Linked DNA regions of Sus scrofa: region 2 is linked to region 1. The links are chromatin contacts, called in public Hi-C maps. All regions are on one chromosome and are shown on one strand. The core of a region is the stretch at or near the end of the contact, and the rest is flanking DNA. Distances in the headings are between cores, read along the strand shown.

Region 1 (7,029 bases), core at 2,533-5,032:
ATGTTTGTTAAATCCAGCTGCTCATCTCTCCTGGAGAAGCTCAAGGGCTTTGCCTGGGGCCTTGGGTCACGTGGCTAGATCACTTAGTCAGGTCTTTTACATTCGAGCCACTGGACTAGACCTTCTCAAGCCTGGATGCCCAGCAGGACCTTCTGGAAGGTCTGTTGGAAACAGATTCCTGGCGCTGGTCCCACAGGAAGGGGTGGGGAGACTGAACCTGCCTCTGAGTGTCCCTGGGGACTCGACCTCCAGAGCTGGCATCTGTGACCACTGGTCCAGACCACACTCCCCCCCAGAAACGGTATGTTGAACTACATGGTGACACAGGCACCTTCTCATAGCGCACCTGGGGCAGACTGGTCGGAGAACTGACCTGCTGCTGGACAGCGCAGTCTAGGTCCAGACATCTGAGATTACTTTCCCTCCCGCTACTGAGATCTAAACACCTTTGGAGGGAATGAATCTCCCTTGAGGGGGGACTCTGGAGGCTGCTGTGGGTGACTGAAGAGGTCACAGGTAACACGAGGACTAGATCACATGTGAGGGTCTCTGGATTCGTGAGGGGCAATGACACTCTTTCAGAAAAAACCTTTCAGGGTAAAACATGGACCACAGTGGACCACAGTGTCTAGGAGTACCCTGAGAGCCAGTCTGGTTCAGGGAAACGTTCTCAAAGTGGGGGATCCTTGTAGATGCTGCCTGAGAACACCACCGACCTGCACAGGGTGAGCTCAGGGGCCCCATCCTGGGGCTGGGTCGGCAGGGTGGGGGCAAGGACTGGGTAACTGCAATCCCAGCGAGCTGCCCTGTGGGCTGAGGCTCACTGCACCCCAGAACACTGGTCCAGCAATGGCACAGGACGCTGGGCAAACTGCTCCTTGCTTCGAGGAGCTGATTCCTAGAACCTTCTACTACCGTCTTTCGCAAAGACATTTCCTGCCCCGACCTCCCTGGCACCTGAAGGGGATTCCAGAGGAGGAAGGTGCCTTACTCTTCACGTCCCACAAGATGTCCTTCTCAGGAGGGGCGGCAAAAAGGAGGTACAGCCGGATGGTGTCGATGCCATACTGCTCCACGACGTCTTCGGGGTCCACCCCATTGTGCTTGGATTTGCTCATCTTCTCCCACGTCACCTCTAATTTCTCCCTTGTCTTCACGTGAACAGGAACAGAACCTAGACACCGGAACAATGCATCAGCAGGAATTGGTTCTGTAACAATATACTCAATAAGAAAATACTGTGTGAACAATTTAAAATGTCCATTTGGAGAATTCCACTAATTCACTTAACATGCCTGTTCTCTTGCTGTAGATCATAAAAATGTTTTGTTTTTAATAAACGAGGCCCACCTGCCATCACGAATCTTTCATGAATAGGAGTTCCTGTCGTGGCTCAGCGGAAACGAATATGACTAGCATCCATGATGATGCAGTTTTTTTTTTGTTTTTTTTTAATTTTATTTTTTGCATTTTCTAGGGCCACTTCCTGCAGCATATGGAGGTTCCCAGGCTAGGGGTCTAATCAGAGATGTAGCCGCCGGCCTACACCACAGCCACGCGGGATCCGAGCCGCATCTGCAACCTACACCACAGCTCACAGCAACGCCGGATCCTTAACCCACTAAGCAAGGCCAGGGATCCAACCCACAACCTCATGGTTCCTAGTTGGATTCGTTAACCACGGTGCCACAATGGGAACTCCATGATGATGCAAATTCGATCCCTGGCCTTGCTCAGTGGGTTAAGGATCCAGTGTTGCCGTGAGCTGTGGTGCAGGTTGCAGAGATGGCTCAGATTTGATGTTGTTGTGGCTGTGGCATAAGCCGTTGGCTACAGCTTCCCCTAGCCTGGGAACTTCCATATGCCGTGTGTGCGGCCCTGAAGGAAAACAAAACAGCAAAACATAAATCTTTCATGAATATATATGACATGTACGACAGCCTGTGCCATCTTCTTCTCAATTTCAAAATAAGACAGTGATTTCCCTCTTTATAAAAAGGAAATTACTCATATACAAAAAAGATAAGTAGAAGAGAATAAGAAAGGCTGGCATACTGCTCTTTCCTTTACACATTCAGGGTCTCCCCTGGAAGCTGGCAGCTGACCCATCAGGGTCTCGGAGCAGCAAAGCACCTGAGAGGTCACTTCACCTGGAGGTTAGGTGTTCCTGTCCATGCTAAAGTCACCATCAGGGCCCACGGTAAGTGTGGTGTCCCTTTGCAGAGCCCTGTTCTCCGTCTCCTTCCCACCCACACCCCTGGTCCAGATGGTGCTGATGGAGGCCCCCCATGGCCGTGTTCGGATGAAGTGACTGTGTTGTTGCGCTCCAGCGGTTGGACCAGGAGGGATGTTTGATGAGGCTAAGCCTCTGTCTCAGGAACTGGAACTAAGAGGCAGAAACTGTTTCCGTGCTGTTCGGCACTGGAACCAGAAGGTCCTAAAGAGAAAGGGCAAGACTTGGCCCTGCGGCTGCCCAAGATCACTGTGTAAACTGAAATTGGGGAGAGCAGAATCCAGGCCTGGCAGAGGAAGGAGAACAGAGCGGAAGAATTGACAGGTGCTGGAAAAGGAACTAGAGGCTTGAGAAAGAGAGAGGAGAGGGGTGGCCTGGCGGCCTCCTACATGCCATATTTCCTACAGCTGATGTCCCTTATTCTGGTGCAAAAGTCGCTTTTAGGTGCATTTCTGTTCTTTCCAGCTAAATATTTCCCGACTCCAAGAGAAACCAAACTCCCAGAGGCCCGGCGTATACACCTACAAGCCAGCTCCACACATCCTGAGAGCCTCCCCACCAAGCAGATGGATGCCTGCCCTTGCTGATCCAAGCACGTATCCTCCCCCAGGGGCAAGTCTGCGTGGGAAGGGAAAAGATGCTCACGACATGGCCTGGCCCCATGACGTCTGAGCCAAGGGAGACTGACGTCCCAGATGTTTTATCCCGGCTGTGGTGAGGCCCAGGGAACCACTGCCCCCTCTAGCCGACACCCCAAGGCTGGGCTGTGACTAACCTTAACAACACTGCTGTGAAAATTAGGAAAAAGGTATCTTTCTGGGCAGAGAAGTTGAGACATTAGAAAAAGGTGCCCTCTCTTGGCAGAGGTGGCCCTGAGGTGTGTGGTCTGGCAAGTGTCTGGATTTTAGGCCCTGCTCACCCCCTTGGCTGGCTACCTTTGTGCAGTGCACAAACTGCACAGCTGTACAGGGCAGCCCTGCCCATGACAGACAGACAGCACTTCACTAGCAGTTGCGAGTTACATGGCCCTGAATTTAGCTCCTTTCCCACTTGTCTGTGTTGGAGAAACACTGCCAAATTCTGCTTCTCCAGCTCCGTTTCCTCCCATGGACCTTCCGTTTTACACTCTGGTAAAATGACTGCTTTAATTAGGCAATTCCATTGACTGTTCCCACCTAACCCTTCCTTCTAGTGATTGGCTTGGGAGGCTGTCTACCATTTAAGGAGTTGGTGGGTTTACTTAAATTCATTACGCACTGGTGATTCTATGTTTAATGGCCATAGTTTCTCACAGCTGCCTAATAATTTTCTAACACGTCATTTATGTGTATTCTAAGTGTACGTGATACACCCTCTTCCTGTCACCGGAAATTCTCTGAGGATGAGTGAAAACACAGGGTGAAAGGAAAAGCTGGAAGAGGGAAGCCCAGGGAGTCAGGGGGAGGTATTCCACCAGGGGGCGCTCTGGGCACTGTGGGAGCAGTAGTGTGGTGGTGGTCCCCTGAGGTTCTGAAACACCCGCCTAGATGGGCTACCAAATGCAGGCTAGGACAGCAGATGACCCAGTGCTGACTCTATGTTACCCTTCCAGAAGCTGAAATGACACTTGAGCTAGATGAGAAGGGGCTGGGAGCCTCAGGAGCTGCCCACAGCAAGCGAGGCCTTGAGACCATGAGGCTAAAGGAGCGCTCCCCTGGGTTCCCTGGCAGCTCAGCCTGGGCCGGCAGCGCCCACTGCTCAGTTCTCTGTGATCACCTGGCTGGGATGAGAGGGCCATTCTCACCTGTGAGATCCACTTCTTCTCGCTGGAGATACTGTCCAGATGGTAGGCGGAATGTCTGCCCCTTGATAAGGCCTTGGGCCAGCAGCTTATGAAAAGGCTCTCTGAGGAAAGATTAAGAGGAAAAGAAAACTGGGGTAGGAATTCAAAGCATCTGGAAAACAGCAGTACGAACCTTACCAGCTGCTGGGTAGAGATAACCACCTTCATAAAAACAGACAGGTGGACAAATGCCACTTATAAACCCAACTTGAATAAGTGGCCTCTTACACATAAACGATAAGAAAGTTAAGCCAAATTGGCAGAGATTAACTACTTTCCAATGTGGCGAAGTAGAAAGAATACCAGGTCTCAGGTCTGGAAGGCCTGGATCTGAATCTCTATTCTGCTTCTTAATGACTTTCATGAGCCAAGGCAAGTCACTTACTTGCACTGAGCATCAGTCCATTCATCTGTAAAATGGGGATGATAAAAACATGCCTTGGAGTTCCCACTGTGATGCAGTGGAAACAAATCTGAGTAGTACCCACGAGGATGAGGGTTCGATCACTGGCCCTGCTCAGTGGGTAAGGATCCGGCATTTCTGTGAGCTGTGGGGTAGGTCGCAGGTGCGGTTCAGATCCCATGCTGCTGTGTCTGTGGTGTAGGCCAGCAGTTGCATCTCCAATTTGACCCCTAGCCTGGGAAGTTCCATATGCTGTGGGTACAACCCTAAAAAAAGACAAACAAAATAAAATGAAAACCTACCTCAAAATGTTGCTGGGAGGATGAAATGAAATGACTGAAAATACTTGTAAATTTTAAACGACCACACAAATGTCAGTGATGTTGAGCCTGGTGTAAGGAAGGGCTCAAGAGGACACAGAAAGGTTTACATTGGGGTTTTGTTCAAGATTACTCTTCCCTTAAATTTTATACAGAGCCTGCTTACATTCACTTTAAAATGTTTAAATCATACAAACTATACATGAATGCACCTTTTCTGTTCAAATTCCCCACCCATGCCCCACCTTCCTAGGCCCATTCCCCTCTGACAAGGCCGTTACTATTAGTCGATGCAGGTCTGTTTCATTTTCAAACAGCTACCTAGTGTTTTACATATGGGTGGATGATAACTTATTTATAGTGCCTGTTTTTTCACAAGGTAGTGTTAGTCACACCCTTACTGGCTGCGCAGTGAAATACAAACGTTTTCTCTTAAGAGTACAAGCAGCAGTTGAGCCTCGTACTGAAATTACTTTATTTCATATTTGAAATTGTTATTGGAGGCGGAGGCGGAGGCTGAAAGCGGGTGTCCGTATTTCATACTATAAGGCAGGGAGGGACGTCTGAGTCTGGGGATGTGTTGACGTTCTCATCAACATCACCCCAGCACGATGCACCTCCCAATGTACAAATGCTTGGGTGCTTCAAGCTCACTTACGCTTTTATTTAGAGACTCAAAAGCCCAATAACCTCAGGGAGGCCAAGCAGGCCACAAACCCAGCTCTAGTGATGGAGGAGGACGGAGTGGCTTTGTTAATTGCACAGGACCTCATTTCACAGGCGAGGCTAATTTAGATGAATCCTGATACAGAGCAAGGCCTTTGGACAGGCCCTTGACCTGTGCATTGTGCAGCCCTGTCACAGCGGTTGTGTGGACAGAAGTGGTTGAAAGGAAACTTTCTAGTGGATTCAGAGGGTGGAGTGGAACAAAGAGATAGATGGAGGAAGAGATGAAGGTCAGCTTGGATTCCTGGCATATGTATATATTTATGTATAAAAATATACATATATTTTTTTTGTCTTTTCCAGGGCCACTCCCTTAGCATATGGAGGTTCCCAGGCTAGGGGTCGAATTGGAGCTGTAGCCGCCGGCGTACACCACAGCCACAGCAACTCAGGACCCGAGCCATGTCTGGGACCTACACCACAGCTCATGGCAACGCTGGATCCTTGACCCACTGAGCAAGGCCAGGGATCGAACCTGCAACCTCATGGTTCCTAGTCAGCTTCATTAACCACTGAGCCACGATGGGAATGCCTGGCCTTCATGTTTTAAAATCTTGTTATGACGGTGTGTGTGTGTGTGTGTCCGTGCACACGTGCGTGCGCGTGCATGTGTGCACGTGTGAGTTTGGTGGTATGTGTGTGGAGATATATTTTCCAAGATGGAAAAGACCCAAATATTAACATCAAATGGAGGAATTCCTGTCATGGCTTAGTGGAAATGAATCTGACGAGGATCCAAGAGGACGAAGGTTTGATCCCGGGCCTCGGTCAGTGGGTTAAGTATGCGGTGTTGCAGTGAGCTGTGGTGTAGGTCGCAGATGCAGCTTGGATCTGGCCTTGTTGTGGCTGTGGCATAGGCCAGCAGTTGTAGCTCTGATTGGACCCCTAGCCTGGAAACCTCCATATGCCACCACCACTGGTGTGGCCCTAATAAGACAAAACAAAAAACATCAAATGGAGATAGAGAACATATTTCTGAAACCTCACTAAATTACTCAGTGTCACTGGGCCTGTCCAGCATGGTACTGTGTTAATTTGAAAGAAATTCCACATGTGCCTGTGTTCAAAAACAGTCACTCCACTGCTCTGGCTCTAAAATCGATCTTAATAATAAGTTTGTTTGAATCATACAACTGCCTTCCTTCCACCTCCAAGACATTCTACCAGCAATGTCACAACTGGCAGAATGACATCCTTTTGTGCCATGTCCCAGCATGATTCCCAGAAAATGTGAGTGACTGAAAGATGTGAAAAATGATTTAAAACCACAACTCACTTGGATCTCACACTGTATTTTAACCTGGGAGCATCCTGAGCAGGGCATGTCTGTGATCCCATTTTTTAGGAACACCGGCAGAGGCAGCACCAGGAAACTTGGTCTCTGGGCCACACAAGCTGTGTCCTGGGCAGGTTGGGGTGCTGATGCCCAAGGGCCCAGATCTATCTCTTCCTCAGGAAGCTCAGGGAAATGGACCCACACAGGGAGCATGGAGTTCTCTGTACTGTCAGTCCTGCCTACCTTCCT
Region 2 (7,776 bases), core at 227-2,726, 130 kb before region 1:
AGGGAAAGACTTGTAGATGGACAGGCATGTCCTAACCGCTGGCCAGGGCAAGCCCAGGGCAGCACAGAGGAGGGGCGATCCACAGTAGGACAGGGGATGCAAAGGCTGTCTGGTGATCCAGGCAAAGGAAGGGTGAAGACACTCAAGCAAGGGACACAGGGCTGGCTAAGGCGCAAAGGACGGGGCTGAAGGCTTGCAGAGAACCACAAGCCCCAGAGTGAGCCAGATGTGAGGCTGCAGGGAAGGCTGCCCAGACTGCAGCTTCTATGCATGCTTTGGACCCTGGAGACTGAGGCCTGGGCATTGATACCATGCAGCCATGTGGGGGCCCAGCCAAGCAGGCCAGGGAGGACGTGGTGGCACCAGGCTTGATGCTTGGCCACCCTCTGGATGAGACAGGAAGGAAGAAGGGTCGAGGAGGAATCCAGGACACTGTTCTCAGAGATAAGGTCCAAGGAGACTTCTGAGCAGAGTGGGAGGGGTGGTGGGGGAGAACTGGGGGGCCAACTCTGGGGACTGTCCAGTGGGCAGGGAGATGTCAGTGGTTGGCCTCTGAGGGGCCGACAGGGTAGGAGTTCAGATCTGGTTGTTACTGGCACATGGATGGCCCTTCAATGTGTGGAAGAGGCAGGCAGGATGAGAATAAGGAGGGCCCAGCTCCCAGAGTGAGATTTAAGAGCTGGGGGTAGTTGGCAGAAAGGGACAGAGCAACAGGAGGGCAGGCCCGGCGACCTAAAAATCCCTGAGAAGATCAAAGCTCTGCTATTTGCCATCTGCCCAGGAACGTGGGCCACCCCATGCATCTGCAGAAGGAAGGTCAGACCCCCTTCTCCAACAGTGCACTGGGGACCATGGACAGGAAGCACCTTCTTCTGGTGAGCTGGCCTCTCTGCACACTCCCCACCTAGACCTTGAGGCGGGGACATTTGGGTGAACAAACTCACCAGGAAGTCTTCCTCACAAAACACTTTGCCGTTGACAAAATAGAAGGCTTTTCCTCTCAGCTTCCGGCCTAAGGAAAAACACATAGGCAGGGTAGAAAGAAAATGTTAATCGGCAGTGAAAAAAGTGAAAAGAAAGGCAAAATCTTTTTTTTAAATGATTATTATTTTTTTAATAGTTATTTCCCAATATAATTTCTGTCCTACTGTACAGCATGGTGACCCAGTTACCCATACATGTACACATTCTATTTTCTCACATTATCAGGCTCCATCATAAATGACTAGACATAGCTCCCAGGGCTACACAGCAGGATCTCATTGCTAATCCATTCCAAAGGCAAGAGTTTGCATCCATTAACCCCAAGCTCCCCAACCACCCCCTTCCTCCCCGTCCCCCTTGGCAACCACAGGTCTATTCTGCCCAAAATCTTTTTAAGCAGAAATAAACATGCAGAATATGCCAACTATCCACAATAGTTTCTGGCTCCTGCAAGCTGCTGCGGTCCTTGGCAATGGACGGTAAGGACAGAAGACAGGGTTCCCTTGGGTGCGGGGGGGGGGCTGCCTGGCAGGAAGATTACAGCCAGCTTGGCAACCACGCTATACAGTCCTCGCACCTCCTCTCAACTGGGAAAGAAGCCAGTGAGATATCTGGTGACAGATCAGAGGCATCCACATGTGGGAGGTACCAGGCAGCAGTCTCCTGTGAAGCTGCTGTCCCCCCCTCCCCCCACCGGCACTGGGGACTGTCACATGTTCTCCAGGGAACACTGAGGACATCCTATCAGGAAAGTCCTATAAATTGGCCAGCCCTTATTTTCATAACTTTTTTCATCTGAAAACACATACTATTGGAAAGATAATGGATTGCTCTCGTTTTCTCTTGATCTAAAGGGGTGGGAAGGAATGTGAAAAATTCAGAACACCCTGACTCCTTAGGTGTAACTTCAGTTTCCATAGAGCCAGGCCAGCACACTTCATCCAGTGCCTGGCTCCCTTACGAAAAAACACAGCGGGCCACCTGTTCAAGGTACGTGGGAGCCATCTTTACAGGAGGCCCTGGATCTGTACACAGCAGCCACCCCAGATCTGAGAGTATTTCTAGGGCAATGTACAAAACATACTCAAACAGACTACATGGGAGGTTCAAGAACTGAATGAAATTCTGGGAGTTCCTGTTGTGGCTCAGCAGTGACGAACCCGACTAGTATCCATGAGGATGTGGGTTCGATCCCTGGCCTCACTCAGTGGATGGAGGATCCGGTGTTGCTGTGAGCTGTGGTGTAGGTTGTAGACGGATCTCACATTGCTGTGGTTGTGATGCAGGCCAGAGACTACAGCTCCAATTAGACTCCTAGCCTAGGAACTTCCATATGTTGCAGGTGCAGCTCTAAAAAGACTGAAAAAAACAAAACAAAACAAAACAAAAAACAGAGTAAGTTCTAAACACTAGTAGAAACAAGCCCCTGAGGGCTAACGTCCACCTGAAACCCAAACCACAAATGTCACAAACATTAACAGTGCTTGAGACGGAGAAATCCCATCCATACACAATGGGTGTCTTTGCCTGTGACACCCCAGAGCAGGAAAAGAGCACCAGGTAACAGGGGAGACTGCCCGTGAAAACTCGTTGGATGGAACTCAGAGAGGATTTTGAAAGCATCAGTGAAGGGGGAAAGCCACAAAAATGGAAATAAATTCAACGATGAAAGCAAAATCCTCCAGATGGACTAAAGGCCTCGGTGTGAAAAACAAAAGCTATTATGAGAATATATAGGCAGCTGGCTTTGACTTTGGCATGGTAAGGATTTCCATCCATGGATGGTCCCTTTTCCTGCCTCTACACCAAGCTTATTAGGAAGGCTCTGTCCTTCTCCCAGCCTGGTCAGACCCTCTGCATGGTGTCAATTGCTGCCACTGTTACCTCAATATTTCCCCAATCCTCTGACTGGTTCCTGTAGAATATTCTCATGCTCTGGGATGTGCTACGTTCCTTGAGGATGAAATGGTAATTTCAATTCAGCCTCAGAGTAAAAGGGCTTGGGAACAGTTTAATCAAGGGCAATAAATGGACTAGAAGGAAAGGCAAGTCAGCGGTGAGAAGATGGTGACAACACACAGCAAGGGAGGAGCCTATAAAGAAGGGCGACAATCCTGAGAAAAAGACAGGAAGCCCAATGGGAAAAAGGAGCAAAGGAAGGTACAGAGAAAAGAAAACTGTCCCAAGTTCAAGCTCATGCTGCTTGACACACAAGAGGCCCATAAATTGAGAGATGAGTTGTTGCGGCAAGGAATAGTGACTTTATTCGGAAAGTTGGCAGACCAAGAAGATGGTGGACTCATATCCCAAAGAACCATCTTGCCCAAGTTAGAATTCAGGCTTCTTCTTCTTTTATTTTTTTGGCCGCTCTGCGGCATATGGAGTTCCCAGGCCAGGGATCAGATCCGAGTCACAGTTGTAACCTAAGCCTCAGTTGCAGCAATGCCAGATCCTTACCCACTGTGCTGAGGATCGAACATACGTCCCAGTGCTTCCAAGACACGCAGCAATCCCAGGCCACAGCAGGAACTCCCAGGCTTCTTTTATACCCAAAGAGGAAGGAGTAAAGTCAAACACTTCCTGGTTCCATCAGGAATGTGTTCATTTCTTCCTACCTGCAGCCATAGACAGGTGGGCCTGGTCAGGAGGTTTCCTGTGAGCTAAACATGCTCATTACCTGGGTGGCAGGGTTCCCAGAAATGGGCCATGATGTCTAATTTAAGATTAAAGGCAACATCCCCCTAGTAATTAATTTGTAAAAAGAATACGAAGGGGAGTTCCCATTGTGGCATAGAGGAAATGAATCCGACTAGGAACCACGAAGTTGTGGGTTGGATCCCTGGCCTTGCTCAGTGGGTTAAGGATCTGGCGTTGCTGTGAGCTGTGGTGTAGGTCACAGATGCAGTGGCTCGGATCCCGTGTTGCTGTGCCTGTGGAGTAGGCCAGCAGCTACAGTTCCGATTAGACCCCTAGCCTGGGAAGCTCCATATGCCACCAGTGCGGCCCTAAAAAGACAAAAAAAGACCAAAACAAAAACAAAAACCACAAAGGTTCTTCCCTATTACAAAACCTTTTAAACTCTAGGCAATAGCCATTTAAAAAGATGTTCAATCCCACAAGCAAATTACAACCACCATCAGAAGACGACTCATTCCCAGATGGGCAAAATTACCAAGTCTGATGACTGACTCCCTGTCTTGGTGAAGGTGTGAGATGAGAGGGTCCCTTCCATACTGCTGGTGAGAGTGTCAAATGGCTTGACTTGGGGAAGAATAGGTGAGAGCCAGCTGAGCTGAAAATTGACTTTACCCACAACACACTGATAGGGACACCCCTTGAGAAGACCCCCCCCGCCCCCGTGTGCAGGATGCAGTGTGCAGTGTATGGATCGTCACTGCAGCCCTGAAATGAAAACTAAGAAACCCAGAACACGGGGTTCCTGCTGTGGCACAATGGGATCCATGGCGTCTTGGGAGCAGTGAGACACAGGTTCAATCCCTGGCCCAGCACAGTGGGTTAAGGATCTGGTATTGCTGTACCTGCAGCTCGAATCTGATCCCTGGCCCAGGAACTCCATATGCCACCATATGGGTGGCCAAAAAAGAAAAAAAAAAAAAAGGAAAAAAACAAAGCAAAACATCACTCAGAGCCTCTTCGGTGTTCTCCAATATGGAAAGGTTGATAAGCACATTGAGGAAGAATTTGGAGTTACCGTCAATGGATATGATACTACACAGCAATCAAAATAAAAGGACTAGATCTGTAGGTATCATGAATTGAACTGAACATACTCATGTGCAAATGAGGAAAACTGCTTAACAATGCGTTCATATGAGAGAGAACGAATATGTCAGTTAAAGCAAGCTCACATGCATACACACACAAACTCTTCCTACATATTGTTTATTGATTCGTGTATATGTGGTAACAGTATAAAAGTTGGGACCAGAAGGATCCATACCTCAGTTCATAATAGCAGCTGCCTTGGAGAAGGGAGCAATGGGACGGGATGGGGGACCAAGATGATGACAACTTATCTCTAATATTTTATTTCCTTTATAAAAAACAAGCCAAAATGGCAAGGAGTTCCCACTAAGGCATAGAGGGTTAAGGATCCAACTGCAATGGCTTAGGTTGCTGGAGGGGCACCGGTTTGATCCCCAGCCTGGTGTTGCTGCAGCTGCAACCTGGGTCACAGCTGCTCAGATTCAATCTCTGGACCAGGAATTTCCATATGCCGCAGGTGTGGCCATATAAAAAAAAGAGCCAAAATGGTAACATACAAATGTTTATGCCTTCTGGTTGGTATGTAAATTAAGTTATTACCTATGGTACTTTCTAACAGTTTTTTGTTTATTTGTTTGTTTGTTTTTTGTCTTTTTGCCTTTTCTAGGCTGCTCCTGCGGCATATGGAGGTTCCCAGGCTGGGGGTCCAATTGGAGCTGTTGCCGCTGGCCTATGCCACAACCACAGCAATGTCAGATCCAAGCTGCGTTTGTGACCTACACCACAGCTCACGGCAACGCCGGATCCTTAACCCACTGAGCAAGGCCAGGGATTGAACCTGCAAAAGCAAGCTAGAAACTGTATTTATAGTACAATTCCATTTCAGTAACTTACACACAGACCCACAGAGCATTTATATGAAAAAAACTGAAAGACTGCACACAAAAACTAATAGGGGTTAGCACTGGTTGATTGTATTACAGGGAAATTTCACTTACCCTTTTGTACCTTTCAACATTAAAATTTTTTTCTAATATTAAGTACCTCAAGATGGTATGACACAGTAATTCACTTTTGCTTCATACATTTCTAGATTAACTTTTTCTAGGGTTTTTTTTTTTGCTTTTTAAGGCTGCACCTGCAGCATATGGAGGTTCCCAGGCTAGGGGTCAAATCGGAGCTATAGCTGCTATCCTATGCCACAGCCACAGCAATGCAGGATCTGAGCTGCGTCTGTGACCCACACCACAGCTCACAGAAACGCCAGATCCTTAACCCACTGAGCTAGGCCAGGGATCAAACCTGCAACCTCATGGTTCCTAGTCGGATTCATTTCAGCTGCGCCACGACAGGAACTCCTTTTTCTAGAATTATGTTTTCATAATCTGAGAAACAATATTTTCTTCTTAATTTTTAAAAAGAAAACACATATGTAATAATGTGAAAAGTAAAAGAAATATAAGTTTTAACTAAGTAAAGAAGAAATTAAAGGGAAAACACTGGAGGGAGTTCCCATTGTGGCTCAGCAGCTGAGGACCCGATGTTGTCTCTGAGGATTCGGGTTCAATCCTTGGTCTTGCTCAGTGGGTTAAGGATCCAGCATTGCCAGAAGCTGCAGTGTAGGTCACTGCTGCAGGTCAGATCCAGTGTTGCTGTGGCTGTGGTGTAGGCCAGCAGCTGCAGCTCCAATTTGACCCCTAGCCTGGGAACTTCCATATACTGCAGGTGTGGCCCTAAAAACAAAAAAGGCTGGAAAGGAAATCTGTCCAAGAATGACAGTGCCTCTGAATGGACATACATGGTATCTGCCTGATTGGGGTGGGGGCAGGTGAAGGGGTGTTTGCTAGTTATTAGCTTCTTTACACTCTCCTACACTTTCCCCGACTTTTAATAATAAGCAGATATCACCCTAGTCACCATTTTTTTCCCCTTGGCCTCAACCACGGCATGTGGAAGCTCCCAGGCCAGACACTGAATTTGCCACAGCAGCAACCTGAGCTGCTGCAGTGACAATGCCAGCTCCTTAGCCGCCAGGCCACCAGGGAACTCCAGATCATCATTTTTTAAAATGCCCAACTCTCAGGAGTTCCTGCTGTAGCTCAGTGGAAATGAATCCGACTGGTATCCATGAGGATATGGGTTCAATCCCTTGCCTTGCTCAGTGTCTCAGGGATCTAGCATTGCCATGAGCTGTGGTGTAAGTCACAGACGTGGCTCAGATCCCGAGTTGCTGTGGCTGTGGTATAGGCCGGCAGCTATAGCTCCAATTTCACCCCTACCCTGGGAACTTCCATATACCTCAGGTGCAGCCCTAAAGAGCAAAAAAAAAAAAAAAAAAAAAAAAAAAGGGCCCAACTCACTAGGCAAATTCTCTTGCTGTCAAGCCCTAGAGCTGAGGAGTCACATGTTCAGACCTAGAGGCCAGGGAAGAGGTCAGATGTTGCATCTGCATTTATTTTATTACCAAAAAAAGAAGAAAAAAATGAGGACTTCCCCACAGACTTATGAGGGTGGGGTCTTCCTCTGCTCTGAAGGACTCAAATTCCAGTTTTCACTAAAGTCTGAAAACAAAACCTGAGTTTAGAAACTGGATCCCATATCTATATTTATTAGTTTGTGCTTTGTCAGAGTAAGAGAAAAAAAACCTAACATCTGCTGACTGCCTTCTATGTTTCAAGGACTGTATTTAGAACTTTCACATACTAAAAAAGGCTTTACAGATGTCTAAGAACTCGGCCACACGTTACTGCATCATTTGCCTCCTTTCTGTCCCCACTTGCCACACGCCTTTCACAGAGACATACTTGAGGTTTCAGCCTCGAGGGGTTCAGCAATGAATGGGGCAGAAATCAAACCCGTCACATGTCAATACCATGGAGCATGACAAGGATGCAGAGACTGCTTACTTTCAGGAATCACTGGAACTAACAGCCAGGATTGCTCCCAGCTCTCTGGGTTTCTTCATCTCTTCATTAAAACACCACAATTATATACATTACCATTTCCATTTCAGGGATTCCAAAGCTCAGCCAGGCTCACCCAGGTAGAAAGTGGGCAGGTAGAAGC

What was found. A called contact is a pair of places that touch in the nucleus more often than the background predicts.
Region 2: a contact with region 1 is called in a Hi-C map of omental adipose tissue, with 3 times the contacts expected there. The contact joins two enhancer-like sites. A contact is called at or near these places in 3 of 5 promoter capture datasets (fetal liver, fetal skeletal muscle and liver), 29 of 47 Hi-C or Micro-C datasets (adipose tissue, alveolar macrophages, blood and 14 more) and 2 of 2 datasets of contacts at active chromatin or transcription factors (alveolar macrophages and skeletal muscle).

What each region holds. Positions count from the first base shown.
Region 1 is chr13:28,661,989-28,669,017 of Sscrofa11.1, reverse strand. LARS2 (probable leucine--tRNA ligase, mitochondrial) reads right to left here. Exons shown (of 21, transcript XM_021068636.1): 15 at 4,017-4,117; 16 at 992-1,174. Among named protein-coding and RNA genes, the nearest start is that of LIMD1, 65 kb to the left of the region's middle. Within about 2 kb of position 3,782, at least 9 of the 83 cell types and tissues checked have an H3K27ac peak or open chromatin away from gene starts, as enhancers often do. A contact at or near this core is called in omental adipose tissue, where this site is marked.
Region 2 is chr13:28,789,376-28,797,151 of Sscrofa11.1, reverse strand. LIMD1 (LIM domain-containing protein 1) reads right to left here. Exons shown (of 8, transcript XM_021068638.1): 3 at 945-1,012. Among named protein-coding and RNA genes, the nearest start is that of TRNAR-ACG, 24 kb to the left of the region's middle. Within about 2 kb of position 1,476, at least 8 of the 83 cell types and tissues checked have an H3K27ac peak or open chromatin away from gene starts, as enhancers often do. A contact at or near this core is called in omental adipose tissue, where this site is marked.